Regions from separate parts of the Mus musculus genome. Here region 2 is linked to region 1. Evidence: chromatin contacts called from public Micro-C data. All regions are on one chromosome and are shown on one strand. The core of a region is the stretch at or near the end of the contact, and the rest is flanking DNA. Distances in the headings are between cores, read along the strand shown.

Evidence for each region. Hi-C and Micro-C count contacts between places; a contact is called where the count stands out from the background.
Region 2: a Micro-C map of granulosa cells shows a contact between it and region 1, with 2.7 times the contacts expected there. The contact joins the promoter of Scube1 here to the enhancer-like site in region 1. A contact is called at or near these places in 12 of 39 promoter capture datasets (the 3T3-L1 cell line, 3T3-L1-derived adipocytes, cranial neural crest and 7 more), 3 of 15 datasets of contacts at CTCF or cohesin (CD8 T cells, liver and pro-B cells), 71 of 484 Hi-C or Micro-C datasets (B cells, the HL-1 cell line, the MC3T3-E1 cell line and 41 more), 15 of 115 datasets of contacts at active chromatin or transcription factors (astrocytes, bone marrow-derived dendritic cells, craniofacial prominence and 10 more) and 4 of 9 other capture datasets (adipose tissue, embryonic stem cells, liver and 1 more).

The regions. Positions count from the first base shown.
Region 1 is chr15:83,653,781-83,658,891 of GRCm38.p6, forward strand. It overlaps Scube1 (signal peptide, CUB domain, EGF-like 1), which reads right to left. Exons shown (of 22, transcript NM_022723.3): 6 at 389-505. Among named protein-coding and RNA genes, the nearest start is that of Gm52183, 38 kb to the right of the region's middle. Within about 2 kb of position 1,516, at least 3 of the 459 cell types and tissues checked have an H3K27ac peak or open chromatin away from gene starts, as enhancers often do. A contact at or near this core is called in granulosa cells, where this site is marked.
Region 2 is chr15:83,722,106-83,727,159 of GRCm38.p6, forward strand. Scube1 (signal peptide, CUB domain, EGF-like 1) reads right to left here and starts at 2,934. Exons shown (of 22, transcript NM_022723.3): 1 at 2,714-2,934. The coding sequence starts at 2,801.

The DNA of each region.
Region 1 (5,111 bases), core at 266-2,765:
AGGGAGCCATGTGCCAGGAAACTCCGTTTCCGCATGGCTGCCAACAGCGCCCGGACCTACAAGTTCTCACGCAGACTCAGTGCGGCTGTTAAGGGTTCTCCATGTAAGAAAATTCCAGGGCATTAGGGACAGAAGATACCCCCAAGCTGAAGCAGACAATTGGGAGACCCAACCTAGATGTCCCTAGGGTACTTGGTCCCATGGGACCAAGGGACCCAAGATAAATCCTCATAGAAGCTGCCTTTGGGATGCCTGCCATTCCCATTGGCCTTGTGGCTGCTTCCTCTTCTTGTCTCCCTTCTGTTTCCTCCAGAACTGGGGGAACCACACAAGGTACCTGCAGGGGCAGTATGGCACAGAGTGGTACCAGGTTACAGTGCCTACTTACCGATGCACGTCCGACCATCTGCATGTAAGGCGTACTTCTGGTGGCAGCCACACATGGGGCCCGTGTCCGTGTCCTCGCAGCTGTGCTGACAGCCTCCGTTTCCATAGTTACAGGTTACTAGTTAGTCCCAAAGTGTATACACGTGTGTATAAACAGAACAACAACAGACATTGTTAGTTTACAGGCACTGGTTTGCTTTTTGGGGTGTGTGTGTGTGTGTGTGTGTGTGTGTGTGTGGTGAAGTAAAAGTTTGAGGTGGCTAGGGAACGGCATTTTGAAGACAGAGGGTAGCAGAGATGCATCTCTGTCCCTGAGCCCCTTCAGGGTGTCAGGTAGGAAAGCTGGTCTATAGAGGTGAATGGGGAGAGCCCAAAAGTAGACTCTGAGCCTCACATGGGAAAAAGGGAAAGGCTAGATACACATGCAAGACACTTTAACCCCATCGGTCCCATTGAGGTAGATGTCTGTTAACAACATTAGGACATAGAGGGTCAATTGTAGGGGAGATTACAGATGAGGTTCAAAGTAATATCCATTTTCTTAGTTCTTACTATCTCTCCTCTCTCTCCACTGCCTGTGTCTTGGCACAGGTAGAGAGATGTCTCTACGGATACCCCCGGTCCCCCTGGTCCTAGTTGTGAGGTATCTCAAGCTCTGTTTCCTCACTGCCCTGACCCTTACCCTGGAACTCAGCAATGCCCAGATAGACAGAACTTAAGAAAATTAGTGTCGCCTGGGGTGTATGCTGAGAACGACCTACATCATGTGGTCAGTGATGCCTGTAGCTGGAGGACTTAGGGTCCTTCAGCTCAGATGCTCCCGGCTGCCTGCATCCATGGAAAAGGGACTGCGCAAGGAGCTAGTCTGAGGTAGGAAAATGGTAAGTTCAAGTTTATTTAAACGAAGACTGCCACTGTCTAGCGGGAGGGAGACCACCAGAAGAGGTCAAGGATCTAAGTCAGATCTCTCCCCAGGCCTCTGGGAAACTGCTTCATTATTCGAGGTGGCCAAGGTGACTGTCAGGACAACATATCATCCTAGAGACCTTGGCTGGATGTCTATACTCTGTCTACATGCGTTATCTACTTATGAAGTCATTCTGAGGCCAGGCCTGATTAGAAAAGCATCGAATTCCAGAGCTGAGAGTTTGAGTTAGTCATGCCTATTATTTAGTAGATCCATTCAGATGGCTGGGAAGGGAGAGAGGTCCCTGGAGGTGACATCATGGGAATGGCTTCCCTCTGCAGACACGTTCCTCATATGTTTCTCCTTAGGAAGGAGTTATCATGACCCTCTGGGCTTACTTGTCCCAAGAGCCCCTGGACCTTGGACAAATGTAATCTCCATAGCAGGTAAGAGAAGGGTGAGAATTTACTGGATAGGGCGGGTATCTCTCTGGCATCTCACACAGTCTTCAACATCAGAACCTCTCGGTGGTGTCCTCCTCTTGACCCAACTTCCAGGGATGTCAGATGGCCCACAGGATCTCCTCCATGAAGTCTGTCCGTTCTCCACTTAGGGATGGTGGTCACAGGCCCCAAGTTTCCCCAACCCAGCATTCCCTCATAGGGACAGAAGCTTAGGGTTCCCAGGGGATGGGACAACCTCAGGCTGGTCGTTATGTTTTTGTGTTTTGTTTTGTTTTGTCTTGTTTTTTAACTGAGAATTCTCTCCAGGGAGGGCACAGGGGGATCTTGGAACAAGGCATCAAGAGTACCATAGACAGTGCCTCTGGCTCAGCACGCTGGACTCTGGGAAGATGGATAAAGGAATGCCCCTCATCTCTGAAAAGGAGCCTAGACTCTGGAGGGGTAAGAGATTGGGGTACAGAGCCCTGCAGCCTCTCCGCACCAGTCTAGAAGTTTCTGGGCCCAGCCTGGGCTCCTGACCAACTCTAGAGTCCTAGGTCCTTGAAACACAAGTGAGCCTGGGGCTCACGCAGGTCTCCCCAGCCCTCCCCAGACCTTTATGCTGATCCTTGTCTTCTGCCTTGTTGGAGGAAGGGTCTCTTCTTGTTTACCACTGTGTATCTCATGTTAGCTGACCCAGGAGCTTCTAGGTACTCTCCTGTCTCCTCCTCTCATCTCACTACAGAAACACTGGGACGGCAGGCAGACACTACTGTGAGTCTAGATATATCTGGGGATTTGCTCTTCCAAGCCATCTTTTTATTTTTTATTTTTTCAAGGCAGGGTTTCTCTGTGTAGCCTTAGCTGTTCTGGAACTTGCTCTGTAGACCAGGCTGGCCTCAAACTCACTGGGATTCACCTGTCCCTCCCTGCTTCCTGAGTGCTGGGATTAAAGATATGTGCAACCACCTCGCTTTTCTTTTTTTTTCCTCTTTCTTTCTTTCTTTCTTTCTTTCTTTCTTTCTTTCTTTCTTTCTTTCTTTCTTTCTTTCTTTCTTTTTTTTCTTTTTTTGGTATTCCAAGTCATCTTTAACCACACATCACACTAAGAAGGAACCAAAGTCAGACAGACCTCTTGAGTCCCACCTTCCAGGGAGGCCATAGGGCCTGTCCCAACTCCTTAGAATTAGGCTTCCACATCCTTCTAACAGCCAAGCCGGTTTCGCAGAGGAGTCTTGTGAGTGAGCCTTCTTGTGTGGCACTTGTCTCAGATGAATTATAGCAGTAAACTGGTCCAGTGAGCTCACCAGCAGCCCTCTTCCTCGTGTTGGCACGGAGCAAGTCTTCCGTGCTTGTCTGCAGCCTGTGCCTGCTCCTGTCCTCACTTAGCACAAGGACTGGGAGAGCCGGCGTCGGCTCCATCTGCTCTGAAAGTGGCCAGGTAGCGTGTGTTTTCTTTGAAGTTGGAAGAATCCATCATTGGGGTCAGGCTAGGGCCCAGGCTGCCTTGGTGACAGCCAGCATGCATGTCTTTGGCGTTCCCTGGGAAAGATCTGGGAGTAATGGGGAAGACTGGCCCCTATCCTGACCACAGGCAGATGTTGTCGAATGTTATCCTTGAATACAAGAGCAATTATCTTCTTCATCGGAGCAGATGTTTGCGATTCTGCCCCAGCCGCATGTGGTCTGAGGCGGTGATAGAACACATCGAATGTGGAAGGTTAAGGGATGGAGTTGCAGGAGGGGCTCCTGTCTGTGGCTGTAGAGAAGCCAGCATCCATGCTGCCACAAGACCTGCTGGTGGTGTGGCTGCTTTGAGGTCACCCATGCTCTGTTAATACGCCCAGTGAACCCATTGGCTCCCCGAGTTGGACTTGGGTGCAGTCATACTCCTGTCTATCGATATCTAGGGCGAGCAGGCAGGCGCTTGTTCATATCTCTGTAGGAAAAGTTCACAAAACCCTGGAGATGAAAGTGCCTTCATTTTGGGAGATGGGTAGTTAGCATGGGGGGCTGAAGGATGAGTCCCTGGGGACAGCGAGAACAGCAGGTGCTCATGGGTCCCCAGGGCCTTGGCAACTCTTTGGGGAAGGTGAAGCCAAGAGAGTTGCAGTGACTGGGGATGGTGGTCCAGCTGGCTTCGGCCCAGGATGGAGGAATAAAGAAAAGCTGTGACCTTTATAGCGGCGTCCGTCAGCTCAGAAGCTGAAGCCCAGGCGGCTGAGTGGGAGCACATCCTTCAAGAGTCAGAAGCGGCCTTTCTGATGCTGTTTCTGTATCCCAGCACAAGACTAATGAAACCTGGTTCCGCTGAGTTGGAAGTAGTTTCTGAAGTCCCCTCAGTCCTCAGCATACCCAGAACAAATAAAACCCAGCCTGGGTATCCCCATGGCCAGTGAGCACAGCCTGCAGCCCACGGCCTTCCCACAAAGCTGTTCGCAGGGTATGTGGTACCCGATGCTCTAGAAGCCTTTGAATGCCTTAAGCTCCTGTTTCCTTTCTTAATTCTGTTCTCACTCAAGGGCTGGATGCCCACATTAAGAGGATGGACTAGGGATGGGTGTGTGGAGCATGCCTTTAGTCCTAGCACTCTGGAGGCAGAGGCAGATGGATCTCTGTGATTTCCTGGCTAGCCTGGTCTACATAGCAAGTTCTAGGACACAGTGAAACCTTGTCCCCATAAAACCCCCCAATAAAAAGAGGCTGGTCTATGTTGAGTCCTGGGACAGGTCTCTGCTAGGCAGGCAAGCAGGCCTTGAAATGGTACCTCTGGTCTGCTGCTTTCTTCAGATATGGGGCTCATGGTTCTGCTCAGGCCTGTGGAGGTCCCTGAGTTCTGCTATTGATTGATTGATTGATTGATTGATTGATTGATTTTGAGACAGGGTCTCATGTAGCACAGGCTGTAGTCAAACTCTTTATACAGCTGAGGGTGACTTTGAATTCTCCTCCTGTCTCTATACAAGTGCAGGAATGCACCACCATGCCTGGCTTATGTGGTGCTGGGGATGGAAGGAACCCAGGCAAGGCAAGCACTCTAGTGCCTGAACTACTTGGGTCCTGATCTTTGAACCTGGGAAACTGTCAGCATCAGGTCCACTTTCTCCCATCTACCCTCTGCCATCCACCCTCCTTTACTTCTTTATACTGTTCTGTCACCCAAGGCTTTTCAGGCTGATAGACAAAATGAGGCTTTAAAAATTCTGAGCTATAGCCCCCCTCCCCCACAGGAGAGTTTGACTTCAGGACCCTCTAGATGGTCCAAGCCAGTGCCTGGGGCTGTGTTGATGATACCATACCAGGGATAGAAAACTCCAAACTGGGAGGTCATGACCCATCCCTCCAGCTTCCCAGAGCCCCTCAGCAGACCGCGT
Region 2 (5,054 bases), core at 1,684-4,183, 70 kb after region 1:
TTGATGTGACAAGGAACAAATTGGTAGCATCCTTGAGGCGGCTTCTCTGTGCCAGGCACACATCTCCTCACATCTGGTCTTTATTTTCATAACAGTCCCATTAGGTATAGCCATTATCCTCACTTAGACGGAGAAACCAAAGACTAGAAAAACCTCTCTGTGGATCTAGGTTTCCCCGCAGGCATCCTTCCAAGTCCACACTCCTCCTTCTTGGAGGAGTTCTTGGAGAGTCCTCCAAAGAACTCAGATCCAACCTCAGGGTGGCAGATTGGAAAACTAAGGCAGAATGGTGTACAGGTACCAAGCAGAGGCCACCCAAGGAGGCTGCCGATAACCTAGATGTGAGATCCCGAGGCAGTGGAACTGTGGGAAGGATCATCCCCTAGGCTCCAACCCAGAGTAGAGTCTATGGATCTGCCTTTCTTTCCCTCTGCCAACCCAGGCTTCAGATAGCCAGTACTCATAGCTCAGCCTCTAGACCTTCAGCATCATCCAGGCTCAGAGGGCTCTGGTGCACCCTCCCTCCTGTCACTAGCACATAAATCCAGAAAGCTGCTCTCTCTCTCTCTCTCTCTCTCTCTCTCTCTCTCTCTCTCTCTCTCTCTCTCTCTCTCTGTCCCTTTCCACCCCTTCACTTGCTTGTTTACTGGCTTAGGCTCCATCCTAGAATGAGCTCGTCTGGGCATCCCCCTCCTTCCCGCTGGCTGGGAGCACCACACAGATGGACAGGCGGAAGGACTCAGGTGAGCAGACAAGGGACTTTCAGCAGCTGCCCTGAGGACAGTCCCCCTGGGAAGCTCCAAATGTCCCCATCTCTTTATCCATCTGGCCTCACTCAATAATGTCCACTTTGAATTTTTTTTATCTTCTGGCTGGACCCTGGGCTCTAGCTCTGTGCTCCACCCCTCTTCTTTACTCCAGACTCCCTGATACCGGCTCACCAGAGGGGAGAGAGGCATTGGAAAGAAGCACATGAGAGTCTTCCCTGCACATGAAAACACATGCAAAAGGCAGATACACACATGTACACACATGTAGCATCCCTCCTGAGGCTAGCAACCTCTGCTCAAGTGTGTGGTCCACCTCTGCAGTTGCTCAGAGGCAGGAGGCAAGAACCAAGCAGTATAGTAAACCAGAGAGCACAAGCCAAGGCCAGTAGGGAGGCCAGAGGGAGGGGCTCTCTGGAGAGCTGGTCACTGAGGGACCCACTACTTCAAGGGTAGGATGCCAGAGATGGCCAGACCATATGGGACACCTCTAAGAGCGGCTCATCTTTCCACTTCCTAATGGTCAGGGAATGAGAGTGAGGGTCAGGAAGTTTCCTGGGGTTCTGGGGTCCCTTCTATCTCGCACCTACATAGGATGGAACACAGAACTTGGGAAGGGGTGGCTGGGGCTGTCTGCCTTTCAAACTATAAACTTGGCCTGGAAGCAAGGTAGCCTGGCTGAGCCAGACTGCAGATCCCTGTGCAACCCTCAGATATAGGCTGCTCACTTCAACTCTGGTTTTCTTATTCAGCTGTTAGGGCTCCAGAGTCACCAGACTTCCACAGAGGGTAAGGAAAGGCAGAAGAGGATAGACACTAGGAGGGACAGAGAGGAAGGGAGAGGTACACAGGATAGTCCCACAAAAGTGAGGACCCCCAACACCTGGGAGAAATGCCCACGGACTGTCTAGTATCCTCAACAGGACCCAGCTTCTGGAATGGGCGCATGGAAGAAAACTCAGCGCCAATGGAGTAGCATGGACTAGCATAAACTCCCTAGCACTGGATCTCTGTGGGACTCTCCGGAGAGCAAGACAGGCAGGAACCTCCTCGCCCTCTCCAAGGAGAACAAGGAAGAATGTGAAAAGAGAGACTCGGTGTGCAGCTTTGCCCGGAAGCCCCTTCCGGGAAACTCAGATCACGGAGGGACACCCCCACCTAGCAGTTCCTTCTGCCTGGACCAAAGGCTGTGCCTGTGCCTCCGGCCCCCTCTCTCTGATGTCTGTTCTGTTATTCGTGTTCTCATCCACCTCCTTCCCTACGTCTGTCCGTCTTTTCTCCCCCTCCTGTCTGACAGTCCATCTGTCCATCTCTTCCCAGACATCTCCATCCTTCCTCTCTCACTCGGCCCCCTCCCTCGGCGACGCCCCTCCGAGTCCTCCCGTCTCTCTGTCTGGTGTCCATCTGTCTCCTCCTCTCTGTCCTTTGATCTGCCTTTCTCCATTCCGCTGTCCACTGCCTCCTCGCTCCCCTCCCTTGCCTCCTCTCCCCTCTTCCCTCCCGCGGCTGTCTTTCTGAGGGCTTCTTCCTGGGCCCTTTTGTCTGTTCCCACTACGCCTCGGCTCCTGTCCGTCTGTCCCTCTATCTTCCCACCTTCCCTCCAGTCTCAGCGCGTCCTTTCTGACCACCTCCGGGTATCTCCTACGCGGCAGCTGCCCAGTCCTTGGCCCCGGGGGAGCGCCGCTCTCGGTTCGGGGGTCCCCGCCCGTCTCCGTACGCATGCCGGGCCCCGCAGGCGGCCGTCGCGCTTCCTTTCTTCCTCTGGCCTCCCGCTTCCCCTCCCGGGGCCTCAGTCCACCCCGCCCCCGCCGGCCCCGGGCGCCCCGGGCGATCGCAGAAGTTACTTTGCAAGGAGGCAGGATCCGGCGCTGGGCGGCCTCCGACGGCGCGGGGTGGCAGCCTGTAGGACCCCGCGCGCCCTCATCCCCCTGGGTCCTCGCGCTTACCTGGCAGCCCGCTGCCCCCCACCAGCCGCCCGCGCGCTCCCAGAGCGAGCAGTAGGTACAAGTGCCAGCGCACGGCCGCCGCGCCCATGCTCGCTGCGGGCCGCGCCGGGTGCTGGCGTGCGGGGCACGGGACGCTCGGAGCGACCGCTCCGCGAGCGCTCCTGTCTGCAGCGAGCTCCGCTACCGCTCCGGCTCCCAGCCACATAGCCGGCGCGCAGGACAAGCTGACAGCCGCGCGCTCATTGGCCCGCGGCCGTGGGGGGCGGAGCTCCGCGGGAGGCCGTCCAGTGGGCGTCGGGTGGCGTGGCCTGCGGGCGTCTGGGCCCGCCTCCTCTCCCGGGGCCGGCGGCAGGTGGGGGGTGGGAGCCGAGAGAGCTGGGGTCGCGGTACAGGGTGTCACCCGGGGCCTGGACTGGGCCGCAGGCTGCTCTTCCCCAGTCCCTCTTTGTGTGCTGATCCCCGAGGTCCAGGGTGTCTGTTTCCCTTCAGATATGCACACACTCTGTTGGGGGAGTAGAGGTGAAGAAAGGCCCAGAGGCACCCAGGGATGGTGAAGAAGATGCTAAGAGCACGCAGCCAATACATAGGAATTTATTGAGCCGCTACTGGATGCCAAGTGCCGCTGGGGACAGCCACACACTAGTCAGCAGTGAAAGCTCTGGACGATAGCTTCAGAATTTGCGTACAAAATCAAAGGAACTTTTCAGTACTGCCCCGAAGGACAATGGTTATAGGAGTGTTTGTCTTGGACAGGCGCGTGTCGCGCCTAGAACCGTTCTCCCAGTGAATGGACGCGCGACCAGGCCGGATTGAGTGACCTCTCTCTACCCAGGCTCTTGTTGCTCTGCGAAGCCCAGATCCTCGGGTGACAGGCCCAGCGAGGCGGGAGAACCGTGGCGTCGCGGTCTCCCTAGCCCAGATCCTCCCCCAGCTCGGGGTCTACACCTGACCCCTCGGCCTTGAGGCCTGGCGGGCACTCAATGGCCTCTCTCAGCTCCGGAGGGAGGCAGGACACTGAAGAAGTTCAGCAAACCCCAAGGCCCATCTCCTTGACAACCACCAATAAGAGCTCCTGTTTTCTCCTGCTCTCCAGATTCAAAGACTAGAGTTTTAGCTTTTTGTCCACTCTGCCTGTGCAGTGTTGCGCCCAGCGGTTCCCATCCACGCTGGCTCTTTCTTCCTCCCTGCCCCCAGCACACACTTTTGCAGCCACCTCCAAGGCCCCAGAAGGTTAAAGTCATGTGTCTCGGCTCCTGCTGCTAGCCAGACTTCCCGTGGGCTTAGGGCAATGGTTTGGAGACTAAGGCAAGGGATCCATTTCCACGTTATGCAGATGGAATCAAGGAGGAAAACGTGGAACTCTGGCCTCTACTGTGTCCCCATAGGCTCCTACCCTGGCCACTGCATGCATTTTCTTTCCCTGGTTGCTCCTGGCCATGTAGTTTAATTTGGGGGACCTTGTTACCACGCCTTATTTTGTCTTCTCTCAGCTGTAGGGCTTTGAGATTTTTTTCTTCGCCTGTGCAACCAATCGATTTGTGAGATGTGTTGTGTGTGTGTGGGGGGGGGGGAGTGAGGGAGTTTGGGAGAGGAACTCTGACTTCTTAGCACAATGTTTTTCATGTCTCTTCCTCAGGGGCTCTCATCCCCACTCATATTCAGGGGGGATGGAGGCTTGGGATTCCCGTGAGTCCCCGGGGACTCTTTTGCTAATATGGAAATTTTATCTGCAGTAACCTTTATCTTCAGTGACTTGAAGGTCAGGTTTGCTGATGAACTAACACTCTTTAAGCGTGCAAAAGAAACGAGGGTCTCATCTAGGAGACCATGGCTCATGTGGCAGAACCAAAGGGCTGTGCAGGGTGGGGGGGAAGGAGGGCTGGGGGAGGGGAGCTGAGTCTCTAAGTTCCTGACCAAGGAGAAGGTTTATCTCCTTGGAAGAAGGAGGGGGTGGAGAAAGATGCTTTATTTCCTAGAGCAGAAGGCTCTAGATTGTTCTGGGGTGGGTTGGTTACATGGGATCATCACTCTAATGTCAGGACTAAGGATGTCTTGGCACCTTTGCATATTGAGCTGAGAAAGTGGAAGCCACTGGTTTGGGGAACAGACTGGGCTACCTCACATCCGAGCCACCTGTGTGCATTCTGCATGTCAATCGGCACCCACACCCTCCTCTGAGGTCCTCTCTAGACCAACCACAGGCACGGTAGCCTGGCACACAGCTTGCCTTTTGCACCCTGAACCCAATGTCACGTTGCCACCCGGACAGCCTTTGTTTCCTCCTGTCTGTACCCCAGTCCCTGCCCCATAAGCTTGGTGCAAGACCCCCTTCAGGCTCAGA